2 separate regions of the Oryzias latipes genome follow, and region 2 is linked to region 1. Evidence: chromatin contacts called from public Hi-C data. All regions are on one chromosome and are shown on one strand. Each heading gives the region's core, a stretch centred on a gene start, on an enhancer-like site or on the middle of the called end of the contact. The rest is flanking DNA. Distances are from core to core; before and after follow the strand shown. Region 1 holds the start of inhbb (inhibin beta B chain). Region 2 holds the start of sh3yl1 (SH3 domain-containing YSC84-like protein 1).

What was found. Hi-C and Micro-C count contacts between places; a contact is called where the count stands out from the background.
Region 2: a Hi-C map of gastrula embryo shows a contact between it and region 1, with 6 times the contacts expected there. The contact joins the promoter of sh3yl1 here to the promoter of inhbb in region 1. A contact is called at or near these places in 2 of 5 Hi-C or Micro-C datasets (embryo and gastrula embryo).

What each region holds. Positions count from the first base shown.
Region 1 is chr2:10,782,094-10,789,343 of ASM223467v1, reverse strand. It overlaps inhbb (inhibin beta B chain), which reads left to right and starts at 4,292. Exons shown (of 2, transcript XM_020707922.2): 1 at 4,292-7,084. The coding sequence starts at 6,703.
Region 2 is chr2:11,154,460-11,161,709 of ASM223467v1, reverse strand. sh3yl1 (SH3 domain-containing YSC84-like protein 1) reads left to right here and starts at 2,497. Exons shown (of 10, transcript XM_004066459.4): 1 at 2,497-2,710. The coding sequence starts at 2,530.

The DNA of each region.
Region 1 (7,250 bases), core at 3,043-5,542:
GAGCTGATCTTCTGATTTTCTGATCCTGTTTTGTCTCCGACTCCGTTTGCCTGCCACCTGGATTCTGACTACCCCTATCTCTTCTCTGAAGCTCCCATGCTCATTATTGACCCCTGCCTGCCTAACCCCGATTTAGCTTTGTGGACTATTAGCTGGGCTACTAACCCTGCTGCATTTGGATCCAGCCATCTGCTTGTTCTTGTGACAACCGCAAAGGAAAGCGATGTACTGATCGTCAGCATTGGTTAAATAAAGCATCGATTCAGAGAGAAAGTTCACCTCTTACTGCTTGTTTTTGTCCAGATAATGAAGCTAAAGTTTATTTTAAAGAAGCCAACGCAGTGATATAGAACATTTGGGCTATGTGAACTTTCCTCTTCACCCTATATACATCGGACTTCACACACAACACTGACAGCTGCCACCTCCAGAAGTTCTCTGATGATACAGCCATTGTCGGGCGGATATCTCAGGGAAGCGATCTGGAGTACCTGGAGGTCATCACCAACTTTGTGGACTGGTGTGCTCTGAACCACCTGCACATCAACGGCAGCAAGACGAAGGAGGTGGTGATCGACTTCAGCAGGAAACCACATCTGACTGCACCGGTGAACATCCAGGGCTTGGACATCGAGGTCGTGGAGGACTATAAATACCTGGGTGTTCACCTAAACAATAAACTGGACTGGACACACAACACAAATGCCCTGTACAAGAAGGGCCAAAGTCATCTCCACCTGCTCAGACGACTGAGGTCCTTTGGGGTGTGCAGGACACTGCTACGAACTTTTTATGACTCTGTGGTGGCTTCAGCCATCCTTTATGCAGTGGTCTGCTGGAGCAGCAGAAGCTCGGAGAGAGACAGGAAGAGACTGAACAAGCTGGTAAGACGGGCCGGCTCTGTCCTGGACTGCTCCCTGGACTCCATCGAGGAGGTGGGTGAGAAGAGGATGTTAGCCAAGCTGACATCAATCATGGACAACCCTTCTCACCCACTGTATCAGTCTGTTTCAGACCTCAGCAGCTCCTTCAGTGGCAGACTGCTGCACCCACGATGCAAAAAGGAACGCTACCGCAGGTCCTTCATCCCAGCTGCCATCAGGCTGTTCAACACCAGCCTAAGTAAATAGTTTCATAGTTTTTGTTTTTTATTCACTGTACAAAACTGTATATACAGATGACCTCTATATACCTGCACATCTCTTTCCCTGTTTATTTATCAGAACACTCTTACTTTTGTATGTATTCTTTCAAATGTGTGTCTGTCTAACTTGTCATTACTGTCTGTACATACTTGTGCCAAACTCCATGCTACTGTGACAAGGAAATTTCCCATTCGTGGGATTAATAAACAAATCTAATCTAACTTCTTTTTTAGAGCGTGCATTATCACTGTGGATTATCACTTTTTATACCATGGTCTGGGTAAATACTCAATTCTGATTGGCCGCTGCTTGTGCTCTACAGTTTTTCTCCAATGGTTTGGCTCATTTCTTGAAACAGAAATTACATTCTCAAAACAACATGGACAAACCTCCAAACTACTTGGCAATTGTTCACAACAGAATGGAATTTCTCATTAATTTCATCAAATTGCAAATGTCTTAGTATATGTCTCAATGTCTCAGTACATCTTTGCAAAATAATTAAGTACAGGTAGTCTTCATTTAGCACAATTTCCAAGTGAATAGATCTTGTTGATCCAAACTGTTGATTCTCAGTCTAATGGTTGTTCGCTCCAAAATGAGTCAGCATCATTTCATTGTGTAAGTCATCACATGCACAATATGACTCTTCTGTATGACTGATTTGATGTTTTCTTTTTTTACGCCATTGTAGAGAATAATGGCATTGGAAGGAAATGAGACTCCTCAAATCCTCGTGTTTGTGGATGAAGCTGTGGATGAAGCTGGCCTTAATATTATTGCCCACTGGGCCACGGTGGATGTCCCAGGCCAGCGAGGGGGCAATATAACTATGTGTGCTGGCATATCTGAGAATGGTGTGGCCAACCACATCCCCAGTCTTGGCCCATACAATACACAGAAGCTCCTCATCTTCTTGGACCGCCTTCATTTTGATTTGATCCCTGAAAATGAGAGAGATCTCTTAGGGCCTCACCCACCACTATATGTTATTGTACGGGACAATGTGAATTTCCACCGTGGCCCGCTCACAGGGCCTGGTTCACTACTCATCCAACGATGGTCATAGTGTTCCTTCCACCTTACTCTCCTTTCCTCAATCCTATTGAGGAGTTTTTCTCCGCTTGGAGGTGGAGAGTGTATGAGCATAAGGCTCAAGATCAGAAGTCCCTGCTCCATGCAATGGATGCTGTGTGTGAGGATATTACTTGAGATCAGTGTAGGGGATGGTTACAACATGCACGCCGTTTCTACTCTCGTTGCATCACAAGGGAGAATATACGCTGTGATGTGGACGAGAATCTGTGGCCATACAGACAGCAGCGTGTGGACGGCCAGCAGGGTGAGGACGATGGCCAGGAGAAGGAGGGTGAGGACAGCGACCAGTGAAGAACTAGTTGTGAAACTCAAGCATCCTTTACAGCACTGTAGGCTGCATATCATTTTCATTGTTTTTTGTTTGTGTGTAATTATAAAGTACATTATAGATAGATAGATAGATAGATAGATAGATAGATAGATAGATAGATAGATAGATAGATAGATAGATAGATAGATAGATAGATAGATAGATAGATAGATAGATAGATAGATAGATAGATAGATAGATAGATAGATAGATAGATAGATAGATAGATAGATAGATAGATAGATAGATAGATAGATAGATAGATAGATAGATAGATAGATAGATAGATAGATAGATAGATAGATGACTTTATTAATCCCACAATGGGGAAATTTAATTTATCTGTGACAGCAACACGGCATTCAGAAATAATCTATATAATATAACATCAATAAAGGACATCACATTGACAAATGACAAATGACATTTATATTAAATAATTAAAAATATTACTAAAATTATTATGAAAAAATTATTATCAAAAATTAGATTCTTATTAAATAAAGAAATAAATATTAAATATTAAATAAATACAGCTGCAAAAGTGTAAAAAACATGCGGTCTGCAAAACATGTAAACTGTAAAAAAACATTACAAATTTTTTCAAAATACAGAAATAACTAATGAAGTTCACACCAAAAACAAAAACAAACAACTGTTCAGGAATAAAAATATATGCTGTATACATTTTCTTTTTACTCTGATGTATGAAAGTTACTTTATGTGTGTGAATGATAACGGTTACGATTTCCTTGGCAGTATGAGTGTAATGTGTGCTGGTAAACCTAAGAGGCTACTCTTAACCTAAAATCCTTTTTCTTTTTTTCCGTTTTATACAAAACTGTATTCTGTTAACTATACATAAACAGTACAGTAAACATTGTCAATGGTTCAACATTGATGGTAATGTTGATCAATTTCTATGTTTCTGACAGACCTTTCCTTAATTTCTCCCTCTTCGCAAAAGGTTTGGACCAGGGGTCACCAACCCTGTGCCCGCGGGCGCCAGTGCACCCCTTGTGGCGCCCGCAGGGAATGCACCCAAAAAAAATATATTTTTTTTTTTTATTGAAGCAAATATTCAACAAACAACCACGGCATGTCTGTCAATGACAACAATATCAATTCTGAGATAAAGGTAGACAAAGAAAACCATTAATGTGAGGATTAATATTCCTGTCTGTTTTTATTTACATTTATGTTTAAAAAGTTAAAATAAAGTTAAAGTTTTAAAGGTTTAAAAGTTTATTTTTAGTGTGTTCAATAAATATTTATCTTGTCCGGCTGCAACCTAAAGTCTGTTTTGAAATTAGGCTCCCTCTGCAACTGAGTTTGACACCCCCCCCCCCCCCCGTAATACGAGTCTAGAAAATTCATGCATGTTTTTGTGTGTAAAATGAGCAAATAAAAATAGGGCACACAAAAGGAAGTCCTCAAATTGTGTTGTTTTTTTTTGGGGGGGGGGGGGGCTAGGAGGTTTTTAGTGGCGCCCTTCATACCACTTGGTGCCCATGAAATAGCCCTCGGTCTCAAAAAGGTTGGTGAACCCTGGTTTGGACACCCTGTGTGAAGTAACCCTTGTGCTATCCTGGGCACTTTAACATTGGGAGTTGGGTCATCTAGACCCACTAGACAGTGCTCTGAACCTTTTTTCTTCAATGATTTGTGATCTTCACTGGTGTCCATGGATTACATGAAATATTTCCACCTTTATCCACCTTTGTCATGGTAGGGAGAACATGTCAATGTAAGGGTGGGGTCATCTAAGATAGCACAAGGGACAAACAGTAGAAAGCTCAGTTTACCAGCTTCTTGAGGCGCTCACTGATGCATGTTGTAGTTTGCGTGTTTGGATCAAAGATGGCGCCATTTCCCCACTTTTCACCCTGATGTCAGGATCCGGAGCCGCTGGAGTGTTTAGGAGTTCACTTCCTCAACTTTTAACCTTGCATCTTAAATCTCTGAGCCAAAGAGTTTGCCATCATGAGGATTCAGACGCCTTGTGTTGTTGGAGGAGTGTGCCGGCGGTGGAGGTGGCGGGGGGTCTGGACTCCTCAGTCAAAGCAGTCAGCAAGGGTCAGAGGTCGACGCAGCTCTCGTGCCGTGATGGCCGGATTTGGTTTTGCAGTTTTTACTAACAAATGTCTGGAACGTCAAGCAGTGTCACTCGACCTCAGCGGGTCGGATCGTGTTGCATGAAAAAACGCACCGGGACATTTGAATATGGAGATCGTCCGGCCTGAGAGCTCCAGATTCAGGGCCTTTGTCGCTTTGTCATGTTTTAGTTTCAATCAAACTCTGACATGGGGAAACAGCGGGAAGTTACATCCTTTTCCAACAGACAGGGGAACTTTGAAGGACGCATATTAAAATCAAAAGAATGAATATTGCAATTGGTGCCAAACTGTAGCTGGAATAGGGTTGACGCAGAAGCTTCATGACTGAGTTTCCGGGAACTTTACTCCACAGTTTGGAAAATATTACAAAGCCAATTCCCCTTTCTAATATTTGGGAAAAGCTTTTTTTTTTTTTTTTTTATCTTATTTGTCCGTTTTGTAAATAAAAGCCACACAGCCACCTCTCATGCCCCAGTGATCAGACACTGCACCTTAATTTCTCCGCTTTTTAACTTTTGGATTTTCAAACTAAATCCTTATTGTTTGTTTGTGTCATTTTATTAAAGACAAGTGTTTCTAAACTGGAAAATGTAGTAATAACTAGACCAAAACTTTTTTTACAGTTCAAGTTGCTTTTTAGTTTTTGCATAAATGAAAAAATGCATAACCAATGTATATTTTGCACTGTAAAGCTAAATGTGATTTGCCTCCTCAAGAAAATTGAAATCTGAAAGTATTAAGGTTCAAATCTGAAAAGCTTCTCTTTCTTTTTTTTTTAAAAATAACCTCAATGTCAGCCAGTCTCATTAAATCTGGAGGCTGAGTGTAGTAACCTTGTCAGAGATAAATCAAATTTCTTTGTTACTATTCTTTCCCCCCAAATATAGTAAATTCACAAACAAAATAAATGTTCCAAGAGCAGAAGGATTTTAACAGTTGCTACTCTGCACAGTTTTGTCATTTTCACAATGCAGAATTTGGATTTCATTTGTCCCATAGCAGACATCAGCATCAGCAGGAGTTTTGTGCTAGAAAGTTGAACTTAAAATATGTGTTAACAAATAAAGATTTTTTTCCACTGATTATTAAAAATGAACAACTCCCAAAGGATATTGACGTCTGCAATTTAACTGCCATTTGAGGGCGCGTTGGTAATGCCAAACTCTGGCCTTACGGAAAGGTTCAAATCCCAGCTGGGACCTTTCTGTGTGGAGTTCTCCTTGAGCGTGTGCGGATATCCCCCACTCCGGCTACCTCCCACAGTCCAAAAACATGCTTCATAGGACCTGTTTAGGGTGTATCCTGCTTTTGCCCAACAGTAGCTGGATAGGCTCCAGCAACTCCGTGACCCTGACAAGGATTCTGCAGGTTCTGAGGATATTTCAGAGCTTCTCACACAGACATTGTACACCACTGTTTTCCTGGCAGTTGATCATGCGCGCCGGTGTTTGTTGTGTGACGGGGGTGTGGCTCCACGCACACGCTCAGGCTGACAGCGAAGGGGTTCCTCAGGGAGAGCTGCTTTGCCCCGCCCACAGTGTAAAGTATAAAACTTTTGGGTGCGCAACGCCTCGAGTCTTACAAAACGCCAGGATGGAGACGCTCCTGCGCGCGCTTTCTGGCACAGCTCCCTCTTCTCCTCCTTCTCTTCATCAGACCGGGATTTCCCACCCGGGACGCTCAGGCTTGTAGAGACAGAGAGAGAAAAAAAACACAAGTGAGGAAGAGGATGGTGCCTGTGCACACAGGATGCTGTTGCGGAATTTGGATCTGGTTCTGTGGAATAATATGTTGACAGATCCGGACGACTGATGGTTTTGCTGAGGATGAGCATCCACATAACGATGTAATTTCCCAGTTTTCTGCGCGCACAGATCTTTGAGTGAAGCTGCATCCGAGTGCGTGAGAGCCGAGCGGCGCGCGCTCCGCATGGAGACGGCGCGGCTCTGAAGGATCCCTTTTTTCTGTCTGTTAATGACTTTGACTCTGGGAGCAGAAAGAAAACCTGCCTCCACTCTTTCTCACACAGAAAATGAGTAGCTGTCCCCTCCGGCTGGCTCTCCTTGTGGCTTGCGTCCTCTATATTCGCTGCACCACTGCGCCCGGCACCGAGGCTCCCCGGGGCGCGTGTGCGTCCTGCGCCGCCGCTCGGTCCGAGGACGCCGAGTCGGGGCGCGTGGACGGGGACTTATTAGAAGCGGTGAAGAGACACATTCTGACCCGACTGCAGCTGCGGGAAAGACCAAACATCACGCACCCTGTGCCTAAAGCCGCCATGGTGACTGCGCTGCGGAAGCTCCATGCGGGGAAGCTACGCGAGGACGGCAGGGTGGAGATCCCGGACCTGGATGGGCATCCGATGAGCAACGAGGTTCTGGAGGAGAGCTCAGAGATCATCAGCTTTGCGGAGAAAGGTGCGTCATGGAGACATTTAAATTGTCCCTTTTACGTTTTTTTTATTTTAAACTCACGCGTCAGGTTCGCGCTGCAACAGAGACAAAGGAGATTAGAAAAGCTGTTGAGAGAAAACGCTTTAGATTGATCCTTCATGATAAGGCTTCCTGACAGCCGGCGCACTGC
Region 2 (7,250 bases), core at 1,248-3,747, 370 kb before region 1:
AACCAAGAAGTCAGTTAAAATACCGTATTTTCCAGACTACAAGTCGCTCCGGAGTATAAGTCGCACCAGCCCAAAAATGCATTATAAATAGAAAAAAAAACAGTTGCACTGGACTATAATTCGCATTTTGACGGTAAATTTATTTGACAAAATCTGAGACATCCTGTATTTGTAGAATGTAGTCATTTTTATTGCATTTCTGAATCTATGAAATCCTTGGAAAATAGAATATTATGTTGTTAGCCTTCAAGATCTTATTGTAAAAAAAAGTTTGCTGATTCTCTGAGGCACTTAACATATTTCTTAACACTTAACATACCTCATACATCAAATTGACCCAGGAACATCATCTCTGTTCCTCACAAATGAACATAACAGGAGGGTTAACAATGTATTTATTTCAATTTAGTTCTAATACAAGTCGCTGCGGAGTATAAGTCGCACCCCTTGCCAAACTATGAAAAAAAGGGCGACTTATAGTCCGGAAAATACGGTATAAGTTATTTTCCAAAACCACAGAGAGCAGCACAGGGATGAAAGAGCCGCATGCGGCTCCGGAGCTGCAGGCTGCCGACCCCTGGTCTAAAGTGTAGGAGTTTTTGTAATTCCACAAAAATTAAACAATTCAGTTTCTAAAAAAGTCTGTTGGAAACGCTGTTGTCAGTTTAGATTAAAAGACTGTGAGTGTTTTCTATAGTTGTTACAGAGTCATGTTTATTGAGCTGTTATCTTCATTTACTATCTTCTTGTCAACTGTACTCAACAAAACTTTGAGGATGGAAAAACTGTGGAAACATTGTTATGATTTGTTGTTAAATGACACAAAGCAACAGTGAGTTTTACGTCATGTTTACTGCTAAATTTAAATGACTTTTGAGTGTGACATTGTTTAAAGTGATAAAGATTGTTTTCTTTCTTTTAAAGTCTTTGTGTTCCTATCAGTTGTGTTTTGCTAATTCCAATATCCTGTTCTAAATAAAGGAATAAAAGATGGTGATGCAATACGGTTTAATTTTTTTTAACCCAGTAAAAAGGCAAACATATAGCAAACATTCAAATATAATATATTAAACAGTAAGAATTGTGGTTTGATCTGTGAATATTTTATCTTGATTCATGAATCGAATCAGATCAATAGTTAACGATAAATAGCCCTACTCTGTATTTCCTGTCTTCGTGTCCCATTTTTTCTTAGCTGACCTTTTCCTCTTAACACATTCCTGAAATTCTTTATTCCAACATCCAATGTTGCGTTTGAATTCCTTTACTATTCACTACATAGTGCCTTCGCCATTTTGTAGATATGTCAGAATCAACTATTTCAAAATTAAGTGCCCTAGACATTTTACAGAAGTCTCTGCGAAAAACCATCCATACTCACTAGATTGGGAAACATAGACCACAATGCATTGCGTTTGAACAATTCTTGTGGGGAAAAAAAGTATTTTAATGCACTATATGGTTTTTTTAGTAGTTAAAAAGTAAGGAGAGAAAATTATTCAAGCAGCTATTAGTTTGTCTTATTTTATAAAGCAGATCACCTACATAGGTCAGTTTTATTTTTGGTTATGTAAAACCAATCAATGAATTTTGCAAGTAATATTTTTCAACCTTTTTTATACCAAATAATAAAAATAATATCAGTAAAATAGACATATCACTGTTTCATAATAGTTCATAAAATAGCAGTTCATATCAGGCATATTTGTTAAACGGCAGTGAAATTCTGAACCAAATTAATATTTTAGCGTATCGTTACACCCCTAGTAGGTATTCTTTTCTATATTTATCTTCTTTCTCTTTCGGCTTTTCCCATCAGGGGTCGCCACAGCGAATCATCCTTTTCCACCTCACTCTATCATGGACATCTTCTACCCTAACATTAGCCAACTTCATGTCCTCTGTTAAGACATCCATGTATCTCCTCTTTGGCCGTCCTCTTGCCCTCCTGCCAGGCAGCTCCATCTCCAACATCCTTTTACCAATATATCCTTCTTTTCTATATTTATAAATGATAGTTATACATTTACAAAGAATGTCCAAAGAGGTTGTTTTTTTGTTTTTTTTTTCAATCTACGTCGTCTCTATTTCAAATTAAGGCAATTTGATTCAAAGATGACTTAATTCCACCCTATGATGGGCTTGGGCTAATACTAAGTAGTACGTTTATTTATATTATTTTTAGACGAATATTTAAACCTGAACGAATGTTTAGACATTATCGTATTTGCTGAGACACTAGGTCTAGATAAACTTCCAAATGCAGAAATATAAGCCATTTTTATGACATTTATAATTACGGAGGAAGAGTCGAAGTTTTTGTGTGTGCGTATAGATAAGTATTAGTTCCCACGTTTAAGATTTCCAACTTATTAATCGAATACGTGTCGTGTCGTTTTTGCGCCTAGCAGACTGAATTCTGGGGGGGGGGGGACATGGCTTGACTGCTAAATGGCAGTGTAAACGGCTGGGTTACTTGCTCGGGCGTCGTTCGTCTCCCCTGGCAACACGTCGACACCTTCCCCTTTAATGTCCCCACCTGCCTCCACGTGCGCAGGTGTATCAGCGACTAATTGTTCCTGTTCAGGAGGAAGGCGTAACTGTTCGAGTTTCCGGCCAGCTCGTGAGGCGGAAGTGCAAAGAGAGATAGTTGCGCAGCTCACCTGGCGGCAGGTAAACACGCAAAAGCGACTGAACAAAGGAAAGAGAAGTAAGTAAAATTTGACAAAACGTCGAAGTGGGGGAGTTTTGTGTTATTTTAGCCTGTTTGTGTATTCTGTCCGCGCGCTATTCTCTCTTTTGAATGCTCCATTACACCTGCGAGTGCTGCGTTCACTGACAACGGAGGACTGTTGTTTTTGTCACTTTCTTAATCAGTGTGCATCGACTATAAATGGTTTCTTTAAAACTAAGTTAAGAAAAATAACTTATTTATATTAAAAAAAAATTTTTTTTTTCTGTGATTAATTCTCTGAAAATGTGTGGTTGGTAAATTGTGAGGTTTAAAGTTTTAAGTTGAATCTTTTTATGTTTGCTTGATAATTTCTTTATTTGTATTTAATCAAGTAATTTCAGTAAATCTTGTCTATCCTATTAAATAGATAAGAACAGAAATTCAAGACACTACTTTGTTTTATAAACCACACTTTACTGTCTTGAAATGTAATCCTTTAATCAGCAGAGCTGTGACAAATTATGGTTTATTTTATAATGAGATCATGTGGTGGGTTGCTGAGTCACAGAACTTGCTCAAATGAGAGAAAAGCTAAACATGTGACTGTGTAACAAATAGTGGTCATCATCCCACCCCACAGTGGTGTGACATTGGGATGTGTTGCTGCTGTCATGTGTGTGGAATGTGCTGCTCCAGCATGAGGCTTGTTGGAATGTCGGCAAGCCGGTGTCTCGCTATCACTGGAACAGTAGGTCGAGGAGCAAGGAATGTTTTCTAGGGAAATCTGAGTTTCTTAGAAAATCTTGTGGTTTTAGTTAAGCGGGACTTTATGAGATGGTGAGTCACTCTTTCTGTTATCAGATTTTTTAAATCTACTGAATTAAAATTACGGCAGTCTAAATACTAATACACTTTTTTAAAGCTGTAAAAAAAAACATATATATTGTTAATTATCAGCGTATTTAACACTGCAACTATATCTTATGGACGCATTTGTGTCTCATAATTCAAAATAAAAGTCAATACCGGAATTGCTTTTTCATTTTCACAATGAAGCTGCATTCTTTGAATCAAGAATTAAATGAAAAATACGCGCAGTAGTAACAAAAGAGGAAGAGTGAGCACTAACGTCATCGCCAGCCTCCACCCTGGAACTGCTGACTGGAAATGATTTATGCGGCAGTTTTTGTGCGGTGGATGTCAAAAAAAAATGCAATCCCCTCTTTGTATTATTATTGTAATTATGTCACAGAATGAGTGGTGTTGAAGTAGAAAATGAAAAAGCATTTTGGAGGGTTGATTTTTAATTTCACTTTTGAGTCTTGATGCAGTTACATTGTGAAAATGAAAAAGCATTTCTGTTAATCCATTTCAATTGTCAAATTAGATATTTCTAATTGAATTTTGCTACACATTTATTAGAGAACTTTTTGAAAATGAAATGTCAAATACCATTTTCATTATCATTTTAATTAAGAGTCAGAATGAGGTGCCTGAATGGTTCTTGCTTCAAAAATACATTAAAAACCTGCCACAGCGAACCTGCCTGACAGGTCTAAGGAGAGTGCTTGTATATGCCTAAGAGGCTTTACTTCATTCTTTCTGACGGTCTGCACTGCAGCTCTGCATCTCAGTTTTCTCACACGGGTTAGCAAACACATATTTTCCCATCTAATCACCACACGGGGGTATTTTCCACAGCGTTGTACACGTCACTCTTATCCATCAGGTCACTAAAGTAAAATGTTTTTGTGTGAGGTGCAGCCAAACTTTCGCTCAACTTGCCTTCAGCATTTTGACTGTCATCATGGCCCCACCCACTTTAATGTGAGCCTGTCCACAATCGGTGGAGATGTAAAACGATGGGCTAGAAATGTATGTTAAAACTGAATAGAATTTAAGTGATTGACATGTCTGAAACGAAACACCAAAATCTGCGCTTTTCTATAGTGCCGGTAGTTGTGCACGCAAAGTTACCGATAGCAACTTGGCAGTTTCAGTACCTAACCCTAAGTAAAACTGAGTGTTACATGTCTCGTTAAGCTCTGTAATAAAAAAAAAATAACCCTGAAGCTCATAAGTGAACTGACACAAGATGGATCGTTAGGGCTGCACGGTATGAAGAAAACTCGCGATATCAGTGATTAATATTGTGATAACGATATAATTTGCGGTATATAAACAATTAGCAAAACAACCAAAAATATTATTCCCATTCCATTACAACAGCTTAAAAATTATACTACAAATGACTCTTGTTGACGTAGGAGGCGAACATACAACATAATAGGGCGCCATCCGATTAGTTAACAACGTGAAGGGGTCCATCTGATTGGTCAAATGCAGAAAGGGTTTCCTTCAATCCATTAAACACTTCAAGCTGCTATAAGATTGTTTGGCCACATCTAAGGTAACCATTTATTGCAAATTTGCTGTCTTTTGCGATATGCATATTGCAAAGCTTGATATTGCGATAACTATAAATTTGCGGTATATTGTGCAGGCCTAGTTCTCGTGACATCCTGTTGTTTTGGTATAGAGCTGCTGAAAGAGGTTTGGTGTGGGGTGCTGCCAGCTAGCGGTTGGAGTTTTAAGTTGCAAACAAAAGTAAGAGACTGAACCATACGTTTGCTTATAAATCATGAATTGAATATCGTTTTGTCAATGAGACATCGTGATATTTCTCATAATCTATTTTCTTTCTTTTCTTTCTTACACCTCTACTGCATAAATCAGCTGATTCTGGCATGAAAAAAGTGGCTTTGCACCGCAATGCCACACTTTACATTACAGTTTTTCTCCATTGGTTTGGCTCATTTCTTGAAACAGAAATTACATTCTGAAAACTCTAAGATCATTTGGCAAAACAGTCTTACAGTTCAGCCCAACACAATAGCTCACTTGCAAAATCTAATATATCTCCCAAAACTGTTCACTCATGCTCCAAACTAAATTCCTTTCCCATGTAAAGAGTCAGTGCCACCAAAATGGCAAAGATTCTTCTCAATTGCTTTGGCTAATTTCTTGAAGCAGACCGGACGTTCTCAACACTCTTGGTGCTTTTGCCAAAATAATGTGGATGGTTCAGCACAACGCCATGGTTCTCCTGCAAAAGCTCATATCTCTCCCAAAACAATTCACTCATGTGTCAAATCTAAATTTCCTTATTCAAACAGTCAGTGCCCTCAAAATACTTTGTCCCTTTCACATTGTGTAAGCACAGCAAGTCAAAATGATTAGATGTTTTGTCACTACAGCAGAGAACCATTGAAATAACCCTCGTGTCCACCTTTCAGTCTTAGCTCAGTCCTTTATTGACAATGGTTACTGTACTGTTTTTGTATAGCTAACGGAATACAATTTTGTATAAAACTGAAAAAATGAAAAAGGATTTTAGGGTAAGAGTCTCTTAGGTTTACCAGCACACATTGCACTCATACTGCCAAGGAAATCGTAACCATTATCATTCACACACATAAAGTAACTTTCATACATCAGAGTAAAAAGAAAATGTATACAGCATAATATACTTTATTATTACACACAAACAAAAAACAATGAAAATGATATACAGCCTACAGTAGGGTTGGGCGATGTCCCCTAAATTGGCAGTTGACGATGTTTGCAGTCAACCATCGGGATGGACGATGATATCATCGGGGGGGGTATTTTTTTATTATATAAATATTATTCATTATTTTACTTTATTACTTTATTTATTTTATTTCCCAAATAATGACTCATCCGTGATGATCCAGTCTAAACTGAGGGAAGTGACTTAAAAAAATAAATAAACAGAATAGAAAAGAAGTGGTCCGGTCCTGCACTTGATTAGTCAAGTGGACCGGCGGAGCGAGCGACCGTGTCTCCAGCAGAGCAGAAGGACTTACAGTTTTGTGTTTTAGGGGAAGTAAGGATGCTTTGTTACGTGTGGGAGACTTAGGACTATGATCCGTCCCGCAGCTCTACGTGAACGAGCAACCGGAATTTAGAAGAACCGGGTCTCCCGGTAAAAGTGTGTGTCGGGGCAGAGCTCGGAGCGCTAGCTCACGCAGTGTGTAAGCTTCGAAGCAGAAAGGCCGCTCAGTCCTTAGAAATCGTGCAAATAATCACATGGATTTGTGTTTCCAGTTGTGTCCCTACAAAATAAAAGCTGATGTTATTCCCACATATTTACGTTCAGCCAAGATGCAGATTGCAGCGTTTCACGCATGGATTTTATGTTCATGCTAATGTTGTTAGCCCGTGTTAGCATACTGCTAATAAGTTAACACGGGCTTTTTCCGGCTCCGTTTTTCAACAGAAAAAGCACTGACCACACGGATTAAAATGAAAATGATGAGCGAACAGGCGCTTCATAATAACCATAACATTAATAAAAGCATGTTTAGGAGATCATCTCGTATATTACCGAGCTGACGTATGTAGCCGCTCGGCGGAACTACGTTTCCATTCCGGTTTTTAAAAACACTACTGCGCATGTGGGAATGATTTATTCCGACCGAAAGTGTGACCCATGTGAATGTTTTTATAATCTGAAAAAGTTTTTCTGGGCCCATGTACACGGTTGGATTCT